2 separate regions of the Mus musculus genome follow, and region 1 is linked to region 2. The links are chromatin contacts, called in public HiChIP or PLAC-seq maps. All regions are on one chromosome and are shown on one strand. The core of a region is the stretch at or near the end of the contact, and the rest is flanking DNA. Distances in the headings are between cores, read along the strand shown.

Region 1 (5,499 bases), core at 2,689-5,188, 150 kb before region 2:
CCTCAGCCTCCTGGCATTTTTGTTGTTTTTAAAGTCTAGTATATTAGTAGCACCTATTCAAACTCTTCACTGCCGTGCTAGGCCCGGGAGCCCTGCTCTTGTGCATATTCAAATGAACATGGACTTCCACACTCTGCTCTTTCCTGACTCACCACAACAGCTCACACGGGGCTGGCAATGTGTACAAGGAGGAATCGCTACAGCCTCAAGTGTCTAAGCCTGCAGTTAGAGAACCCCAGACCATGGTATAGAGCAGAGTGCCCGAGGCTGATACACACAGCATGCCAGAGGTCGAGCTTTAAGGGTGGACTCGATCTTGACTGGGAAAGCTTCTTAGACTGAACTTCAGCCTCTTCGTCTCTAAAGGGAGGAGGACCTACTCTGTTTTTGGCTTACAAGGAATGAAGGAGCTCTATCCCTGGGAACTGTTAACATAGTACTTGCTACCTAGAAGTGTGAAGAAGAGCACACAGGCCATCGATCTAATTCCTTCCACTTAACTAGAAATGCTGCTGCCTTTCTCAGGTCTATTTTCCTATGATTTCACTCCATTGTGTGATCTTGGTATTTTCTAACCAGTTTTCCCTAGTTGACGGGGATACGTGTGTGTGTGTGTGTGTGTGTGTGTGTGTGTTGTGTGTGTAGTGTTTTAAATTTTTTTTTACTTTGCAACTCAACTCCTTAATCAAATTCCAACGTATTTGACTGTCCTAGGAAGACAATAACATCTAACCCATTGCTTCTTTTTAACTGTTATTTGACTCTGGTTTGCTGGCCAATTCAATAAGGCAGGAAAAAGGAATGAATTGTCTTTGTTTCCTTCCGCTGGGCCCAAACTGCTGCCTCAGCGCTCCTCTATTGAGTCTGAAGCTGTTGTATGAACGCAATCTCTTGCAACAAACTAGAAAAAAAGAATAACAACAAGTGTCCTTCTGCATGCAGATGCTTCTCTTTGCTCTACTTATATGGCCATACAGCGAAGGCGTCAATCCCTTCTTACTTCCCTGGGATGAGCCCTCTCATCATGGCTCTTTTTGAAAGACCGCTAAAAATCTAGGTGTGACTAGCCTCCGGCATTCTGCACCTACGAGTAATCTTCTCTCTCCTATTCTTTTTCTCGAGTCAGGATCTGAGTATCAAAGTCACTCCTGTCCTGCCTTCTCCTCCAGGGTCACATCGCTGCCCCCTGGGTTCTCGGCATCTTTGGACACTCTGTGACAGTGCTGGTTCCTGGAACTGTGATAATTCTGTAAGCTCTGGAAAAATTTACTGCACGGGCAATTATTTTGTCTACTAAAGTTTAAAGAACTTAACTCACCCATTAAACTCACTGCATCCCAGGCCTTTCTTGGGAAGGCTTTGGGATGTTTTATTATTGTCATTCACATTTCTCTCTCTCTCTCTCTCTCTCTCTCTCTTTCTCTCTCTCTCTCAACTTCTCTTCTAGTTCTTGGTTTAAATTTTTAGATGTCTGAGTCATTTCCCTAAAATAGTCTCCTCCCTGGGATTTTTCACATTTGTATTTTAAATGACTGTATTTTATCTCACAAAAAAAAAAAAAAGATTTCATTTCAAATACAAGGTAGAATGCTACTCCATTTCCACAATGCCAACTTGGTTTTAGCTCTTTTCTTACTTAGACGCCATAATGACTTGGCCCATTTCTTTTTCTTTCTCCCCCCAAATAGGTAGCTCTTAGATTTATCAATTCAAATGTTTCGATTGGCCTGGCCCATTAAGTCCACTTGTTTCCTAGTATTCTTTCTCAATACATCTTTTCTTACTTATTCTTCCCAACTCTAAACTGAAAGTTAAATCCATTTATTCTCACTACCCCCCATTTAATAACGGACGGGCTTCAAACTACAAATGTGTCCCCTAAACGCAAACTTGGCAGTGACCGCTACACCTTGGTTCTCTGAACGCTGAGGTCTTCCTCGTGACCGTAGTACAGCATGCTTTACTCGTGAACAGGGGAACATGTCAATTCTAGTTTGTCTAAGAGTCTGGTGCAGGCCAGGCTGATCTGGAAAGCTTTTACGTGGCTGAGGATGACAACTTCTGTGTCTCTGGCCACGCCCCAAGTGCTGAGGTCACAGGCCTGGGCCACCATTGCCAGTTTATGTAATAGGAGGGATCAAGCCCAGGGCTTCCTGCATGCTAAGCCAGCACTCTTATCCACGGAACTCACCCCCAGCCCCTTTTCATTAATTAATAAGCACACTGTCCCTCAATGGAAATAAAACCACAGAAATTCCAAATATATTACCCAATCAGTGCCCATACTTTAAGTGAAAGTCGGAGTTCTGGTTCCCTGAGCAAGGCTTGGCCCTATGATGTTATAGCTATGGCCTGAGAAGAGAAAAGGCAGATAAAAAGAAGTAAATAAATAAATAAATAAATAACCTCTTAATTCTGTAATTTGTACGATTTCCAAGTTTGGAAAAAAAAAAAAGTAAGATCTTGGGGAAAACTGGGGGCGAAAAATCAACCTTATGAGTTCACTGGTATTCAGTCAGGCTGCTATTCTGAAAACTCCCAATTCACAGGGTGAAGTGGAGAAGACAGTCTCAGTTTTTCCCACCCTCTCCTATCTTCTCAAGTGCTGCTGTGCATCTCTGCGGCTGCGGACCCCATTATTGCTCCGTGTGAATGGCGATCCCAAATTAATTGAATTAACCTGTGATAAAAGGTCTTCTGCCACATCAACTCCTTTCCTTCCTCTCGAGGACTCTGTCACTTTCTCAAGTTGGAGAGAGAGAAGAAAAGTGAAGTCCATAAATCAGTTTTCCAGTTTCTGTTGAAGGAAGCTGCTTCCTACTTCTAATTTCTGCAACTGGGAAATTCTGTATATTATGTTACCCTCTAATGAAGGATGCCAGTAAACAGAAATCCACACGCCTGCACACGACAGATTATTACATTCTACAGAACTGCAAACACTACCAAGTTATGCACTCTTGGGAACACTGTTAGTGAGGTGTGGTTATTTAACGCCTCATCCACTTAAAAAAAAAATTCATTCCATATGGATGAAAAATGAGCACACTAGCTTGAATATGGGAAAAATAGAAAATGTAATCATATATTACTTAAAATCTATAATGCTTTATGCAAAGATAAGGGAGAAGTAGCCAAGCTTGGGGATTTAGAGCTTCTCAAAATACAAAGGGCATTACCTCATTGCAGGCCGCTAGTCTCCACCCTCACACACTGGCTAGAGACAAGCAGCCTAAGTCAAGGCCTTCCCATTACACTTTTTAAAAATAAAAAGAAAGTGTGTGTCTGTGTGTCTGTCTCTGTGTCTATATGTGTGTGTGTCTGTGTGGCTCTGTGTCTCTCTGTGTGTCTGTATATATGAATCTGTGTGTGTGTCTATTTGTCTCTGTGTCTGTCTGGATGTGTATCTGTGTCTGTCTGTGTATCTGTGTGTGTCTGTCTGTGTATCTGTGTATGTCTGTGTGTGTATGTCTGTGTCTCTGTATATGTGTCTGTGTGGTGTGTGTGTGTGTGTGTGTGTGTGTGTGTGTGTGAGTATGGATTGAGATGGACCAAGCTCTCCCCCCTCACCCCACCCCTACCCCCGTGAGCCATCCCACAAGTCTCCTTTCTCTAAGTTCTCACTACATAAGAAAGTCTCAACCCACTGGATGCCTGTGGGCTTCCACACACAGAACAACACTCTGTGGCACCACGACTCCAGCTGCAGAAACCTGACAGCTCAGAGACTGTAACAACTCTTCCTACAGAGGCCAGGCCACCCTCCAGACACCCTCAGAACATAGAAAAAAAAAAAAAAAAGCCCCAGCTATAGGGAAGGAAACCACCCCACCCCTGGCCCCTGCAAGCCTGGCGGCCTCGCTCACATTCTCTGTCTTCTGAGCCCCAGAGGTTCAGCACCCCCTGCGGCTAAGACAAAAGAGAGACCACAGGAAAACCAACTGCCCTTTTGGCTGGTCCCTAGCAAAGGGGAAGTGTAAAAGTGCAGAGAGGAGAGCGGAGCAGCTGCACTAATCCTGTTTTGTCCTGCAGTAATTAATAGTATAATCCACATTTCAGATGCATTAAAGCGAAAATACCGCATTATCCAAGGACTGGGCACACAGCCCCAGGGCAGAACCTCCCCTGCTGACCTGCAGGACCAGGTGACCTCATCTTAGCCTCCTCCTCTCTGGGGAGCTGACTCTAGACACCTCATAAAAGAACTGAGCTGGCAGCCAGGAATCTCCAGTCTGCTGAATATGTCGGGTCTGTCTTTGGAAGCTACACCCTCAGAGTAGCAGTGTCCAGAAGGTCTGACCCACCGGATCCATTCACCTCCTAAACTAAGTACCACAAGGGCTGGCACTACATATGTGCTAATGCTGTAAACTTAGGGGTAGATTTTTTTTTTAAGATTTAAGGTAAATCTTTCCCAAGAGATAATGCTGCAATTTATATAAATAAATAAAAATAAATAATTTTTAAAGGCATATGTAGAATTAAGATGTCCTTTGTAGATGCCTTTTGGTGGGAACACGCCAGTTTTGCTACTAAGGGAGGTCTTCACGGACACTCTGGGACTACTGGATAAGTTCCTGTCTAGGTCTAGAAAACTGACAGTTGTTTCCTAAGCCCAAAGAGGAAGCATTTTCCACGGCTACCAAAACAAGAATCTGTACCGGAAGGGACACTATCGGCTCACGAAACCAAAAAAAGATGAAATCATGCTAAATGCTGCAGGCAAATGTCAGAAACACTGAAAAGCAGAGGCAGCTTGAACCAGTGTCTACACTGCCACGGTCAGAGGCCGAACCCGCCTGACAGGGGACCCTGCCTCAATTCTCCAACACCAAAGCACGGACAGGAACATCCTGCAGTAAGCAGAAACCGTACACCCCGTTCATCTCCAGAACTTGGCTGTGCTGGGTCTCAACTCAGCCTGAGTCTAGAGCCTAATGCCCACTGGCGGCCAGGACTAAATTCCTCTAAGTTCTTCTTGGAACTTGGCTGAAACTAACTCTTCTTAAAAGAGTAACCTTAAGTTTTTATTTTCCCTTTTTTTTTGGGGGGGGGTTGTTTTATATATGAGTGTTTTGCCTGCCTGGTTGCAAATGCACTGTGTGCAAGCCTTGCGTCCCCAGTATTGAAAGTGGAGTTACAGAGGAAGGTACACAACCCTGTAGGTGCTGCCAATCCAACCTCTGGAAGAGCAGACACTGCTCTAACCTGGAAAGACTTCTTGATCTTGGTAACTGAGTCGAAAAAGAAAATCGTGTTATCTCCCAGTTTTGAGAGTGTTGCAATCTGGGAACATCATTACCCAAGATTTCTGCCCTGGCGATTCTTCCCTAGAGAGTGGGTGGTTAGCTCAGTGGGAGAACTTGTGCTTGCCACACGTCCCTGGGTTCAAGTCCCAGCACCTGGTGGTGGAGGGAGATGCTTACCTAGAACTTAATACACTGCTCCATGATATTATTAATAATTCTAACTCACCCACACCCACCACCACCCCCAAAA
Region 2 (5,026 bases), core at 370-2,869:
TGCTGACACTTCACGTTTCTTCCTTTTTTTTTTTAACCAGGTTTTTGTAAATTAACTTTTTTTCTTAAAAATTTATTTATTTTATTTATGAATACACTATAGCTGTCTTCAGACACACCAGAAGAGGGCGTCGGATCCCATTACAGATGGTTGTGAGCCACCATGTGGTGGCTGGGAATTGAACTCAGGTCCTCTGGGAGAGCAGTCGGTGACTCTTAACCGATGAGCAGTCTCTCCAGCCCCCCCCCCCCCCCACGACTCTTCAGGTTTCAAAGTGAAATATTTTGGTAGGGCATTCAAGTGCGTGAGCGTGGAGCAGAGAGCCACACTCTAGTCTCCCTTCAGGTCCCTGAGTGGAGCTGGGATTCACTAGGAGCTGGGAGACTCCCTTCCTCACTGAGATTTCAGTCAGGCCCTGTCAGTGCCATCTCTTAAACTGGTTTTTTTTTTTCTCTTCACTGCATTTGACAACTGGTATGTACGTGTTTGCTTCGAGGTTACTCCGGTGAGGTGAGTCTCTCCCCTGATGGCATCCTTTGACACTGTCGGCTTTAGAAAGCAGGGACTATATCTATATTGTGCAATACTCTATGGCCAACCCTAGCAGAGTGCTTGGCACACACTCAGGATCCTGCAACACTTACTGAATAACTGTTAACGTCATAATGTTAACTACAAACATGAAGTCAGCCTATCATTTATTTTTACTTTGGAGTCAGTTATATCACATTTTTTTTTTTTTTTTTTTGACGTCTCTTCCCCTCATGAGTTTCTCCTACGCAGTTTATTACTGAGGTATGTTTGAGATCCCCGTGGCTTCTGGGAAAAAGGGGACAAAAGCGACACTGGTTGCCTCCCAACGTTCTCCAGAACAGCTGGGGACGGGACCAGCGAAAACACAGAAGCACAGCCCGAAGTTGTCAGCTACCAGATGAATCTAGGAGGTGGGACGAGCCGGACATGGGAAGAGACGACCTCAGTTGTCTTCCTGTCCGCACTTCCTGTCTCCCCAGGAAGTGTCTGTCAGAGACTTTCAGGAAAAGGGAGTTGTCATGGGAATCTGGGCAGACTCTTCCCCTTTATGCTGTCCTGGGATAAGTGCCCTTATGGGCCCCGCACGGAAGAGGATCTGAGGTTTCATACACAACATGGAGAATTCAGATCCAACATCTGCAAAGGACTCCACTCTACTTCACATACACAGCAAGGACTCCAACCCAGAATACAGCGAAGCCTTTTCCCAGACTCATTAAAATTTAATCTGCTAAAGCCATTTTCTTGATAATCTGGGAACTCTCTCTTGACTTCGGCAAGTTATAAAGAGCCTCTAAAATAGAGGATGTTATATTTTTACACTGTCATTTTTATGTATTGAAACACACACACACACACACACACACACACACACACACACACACATTTATATATGCACCAAAATAGGACTTTTAAAGGAAAGACTCTAGCAAGCTACAACATAGAACAGAATCCAACCAGGGTATTGTAGGGTCAGGGACAGGCCAGTTGCGATTCCAGTTCTGTGTCTGTGTGGCCTTTATGTCTCAGACAGTGCTTGGTAGGCAGTAAGCGCTCAAACTGTGACCGAGTAAACCTGCGGTTGCTCTGGGTATCCGGTCTGAAGGCAGAGGAACTGGGAGTTTCACAGACAGCAGGGCTGTGAAGAAGCAGCTCGGCTAGGCAGGTACCTGATGCCTAAGTAGATGTGTGTTCCGTGTTTACTCATTCCTAACTGCTGGCAGTTCAGTGCCGGCTGTTGACAGGCCCCAAGGGACATGTTAAACAGCTCTTGACATTTGCATACGAATTGTCTGCTTGTACATTTTACTAACTCTCCTTTATGGGCTCCAGTTTCCTCAAATTCAGATTATAGCACCCCACATCTCGTACAAATATATCCACACTGGATGCTGGTCCTCAGGGTCTGATGGCCAGAATAAGGGGACTCCTCCATAGTCCCCTTATGGTCAGTCAGAACCTCCTTCAGACTCAGGCTGCCTAGGACTCACTGGTTCCCACCCCTCCTCCTCTGCCTGCTGGGTCCTTCAGGAAGAGTGAACTGGTCCATTGACCCCTAAGGAGCAAAAGGGCATGTCCGGGTTTTTCAGAGATCAGGGATTCTCTGAGTGACAGACACTGGCCCAAGGTTTGAACATAGGTTTTTGAGTCCTGCTGTCCTGCTGTGCAGAATAAGCCTTACCTCCTTACTTTTTGTCTGTGAGGGCTGGTTCGCAGTCTTCCTTCTCCCTGCCCTCCTCCTCCCTACCCTCCTTGAACGAGCACTGGGTCCATCCTCTTCCCATGTCTTGGAAGAGATCCGTCTCCTTTGACAGACTCAAGACTCCAGGCCGAACTTTCCCATGCCACCGTCCCTCAAAATAGCCCGTGTGTGCTGTATTTATAGCTGTGTGAGACTCTAATGGGCCAATTTGTTTGAATTTCCACTGCTTTTGTATTGAACTTACCCCTCACCCGTGGGTCCTCTCTTCAGGCCTTTATTGATGGGGTGTGTTAGGGTGGCAAGGGCCATGTTCAAGATGGTAGCTGTATAGAGCTCGGGGCTGCTTTGCATATTTACTGCTCTCTAAGGCGGTTTTTTTTTTCTTTCCTTTTTCCCTTTTTCTCTTTCTTTCTTTCTTTCTTACTTTTTTTTTTGGAGCAAGAGAGAGAGAGAAAGACACAGAGAAAGAGGTTTCTGTAAGTAGCCCGGACAATGAGAACAAGACCGGCTGTATGCCGAGCTCGGGACCCTGGCCAAAACACATATCATTAGCTTGGACCAGCTATAAGCAAGGAAATGAGAAACATATGTTGGAGGGAAAGGTTAGGAGTGAAGGACTATGGGTCAATGACAGTCGCCCTAAAACTTTTCCCTTGTTCTTCAGCTGTGGCCTGGCGGTGTCAAATGTCATTTGGACTGCCTTGATTTCTCATGGCGGGGCCTGCCCCGTACTTCTTCTCTCTCCTTTTTCTTTCTTCTGCCCTCTTTCCTCTCCCCGTTGCTTCTTCCTGGGACTTTTTTTGAGGTGTTGTTGTTGTTTAAAACACAATAGACAGAGAAGTGTGTGTGTGTGTGTGTGTGTGTGTGTGTGTGTGTGTGTGTGCCCACAATATTTTTCTCAGTTCTGGGAAAGTGACAACCTCATGTCCCCATGATGCTGTCTAGAACTCCTCGCTTGCTCTGAAGTCGCCCTGTCACTGTCTGCTTAGCATTTGGGCTCCATTGATTCTTTTTTAGGGAAAAAGTTGGGGGAGGCTTTTAGGGTCGTTCTCGATGTTTCTTTCTTAAATATAATTAGATGCGCCTCATTACCTCCGCCGAAGGACTTTTGTGCTTTCCGAGCTATGTCTCCTGAGATCTCTGACGGGCTGCAGCTTGTTGTATTCTCCTTGCATTTGATCATATTAGCAGTTTTTTTTTTCTTCCCTGCTCTCTTCCTCTTGACACATTTGTACTCTGTGTTTGCTCTCCCTCAGATATCTGGAGTTGATTTTGCTGGTTTGAAAAGCCACACCCGGGGCGTGTGTTTGGGGCCTCCATTGATGAAGAGTCTGCATCTGCAGACTCTTCACATTTTCCCTTAAAGTCCCCTCCTCCCCCTCTGGACACTTTGTTAACAAGGCTGTACTCTAGTGTGCTCCAGGGTCAAGACCTCTGGTTCTCTGTAAAACCCAGACAAACAACTATATCACATGAAACTCGGAGACAGTCCCTAGGGAACATGCTCTGGCTACCGTTCTGAAGCTAAACCACAGAGTCCCAGACAACACGCCAGGCACACAAGTACAGGTTTGGCCAAAGTCACAACATGGCTACCAATGTAGCCACCTGTGCCCAGAACGATGCAGCCCTGGAAGTGGGAGCACACGGCCGTCAGACATCTGAGTAGAGAGGGAAACCAAGAGGCCCCCATGATAGCTCCCCATGGTCTTCATTCCAGCAAGATTCGGGAATGGTGTTGGGGCGGGGGAGGGGGTGGGGGAGGACACTTAAAATAATTGAAGCATCCAGTCCTTGTTTATTTATTTTGCTTCCTTCTTTGGGCCTTCCTCTGAAAAGAAACTTTGCTCAGAGTTTCCAGGATGCAAAAATTCTTGAGAGTGCGAGCGTCTTCTAGACCTTCTGCAGGGTTGAGGACTGCCTTTGAGGCTAGTTGGGCCTGTCTCTCTCAGGTGAGCGGTGCTCACGTATTTGATATGTTCACATGTGTGAAGGAATGTGTTCCATCTCCCCCTTTCCTTTATTTCAACACAGGGTCTTGTTAAATAGCCAAAGCTCTTCTAGAACTTGCTATGTAGCTCAGGTTGGTTTCACCTTGAACTCTTGACCTTCCTGACTCTGTCTCCATGCTGGGATGATGTCATCCTCAACTCTGTATTTCCCCCTCTAGTTGCAGTTTCTGGATAGTAGTTCTCTCTTCCTTAGACCACATGGGGGACGATGGCTTGATTGTTTTATTGGTTACTGGATCAGGTAGTGTGCGAGCGCGCACGTGTGCGTGAGTGTGTGTGAAGAACATTCCTGATTAATGTGGAAGCATACAGGGGAATGAAAGACAGCCATAGGCAGCAGCAGGTTCTTAAGTCAGACTGGATGAGGCAGGCTGCTGGTGAACATATCGGAAAACCCTCTCATTTCAGGGACTCTTGTTTCTCAACCCTCACTTCCCTTTCTTGAGCGGTAGAAATGACCAGGGGGGTCAGGTTAGAGTCTATGTGCTTTGTTTGTGTGTCCTCACTCTTCAGCCATCTCTTATCTCTCAACGAAGTCAAAATATGCTCCTGTTTCCCACCATTGCTTCTGCTTGAAACTTCTGGGCCCAATCACAAAACCTCTTTCTGGCAACCTACCAGAGCTTCTCCATGGCTCTCCATTATCTCCTGGACCCTGCTGCAGTCTGCTCATCAATGGCAGCCACAGGGGTCCTTAAAAAGTCCACATTAGACTAAGCCTAGCTCACCACTGAAAGCCACGCGGGTCCCTGCCTGCTTGTCCTCCTTGATCTCCATC

The links. HiChIP or PLAC-seq counts read pairs in DNA pulled down with a chosen protein or histone mark.
Region 1: a contact with region 2 is called in an H3K27ac HiChIP or PLAC-seq map of microglia, with 4 times the contacts expected there. The contact joins two enhancer-like sites. A contact is called at or near these places in 1 of 484 Hi-C or Micro-C datasets (granulocyte-monocyte progenitors) and 4 of 115 datasets of contacts at active chromatin or transcription factors (extraembryonic endoderm stem cells, fibro-adipogenic progenitors, microglia and 1 more).

Annotation. Positions count from the first base shown.
Region 1 is chr8:108,747,575-108,753,073 of GRCm38.p6, reverse strand. The region is part of intron 1 of Zfhx3 (zinc finger homeobox 3); the gene reads right to left. Among named protein-coding and RNA genes, the nearest start is that of Zfhx3, 36 kb to the right of the region's middle. Within about 2 kb of position 3,938, at least 102 of the 459 cell types and tissues checked have an H3K27ac peak or open chromatin away from gene starts, as enhancers often do. A contact at or near this core is called in microglia, where this site is marked.
Region 2 is chr8:108,591,879-108,596,904 of GRCm38.p6, reverse strand. It overlaps a transcript of Zfhx3 not described here. Among named protein-coding and RNA genes, the nearest start is that of Lncbate1, 9.7 kb to the right of the region's middle. Within about 2 kb of position 1,619, at least 51 of the 459 cell types and tissues checked have an H3K27ac peak or open chromatin away from gene starts, as enhancers often do. A contact at or near this core is called in microglia, where this site is marked.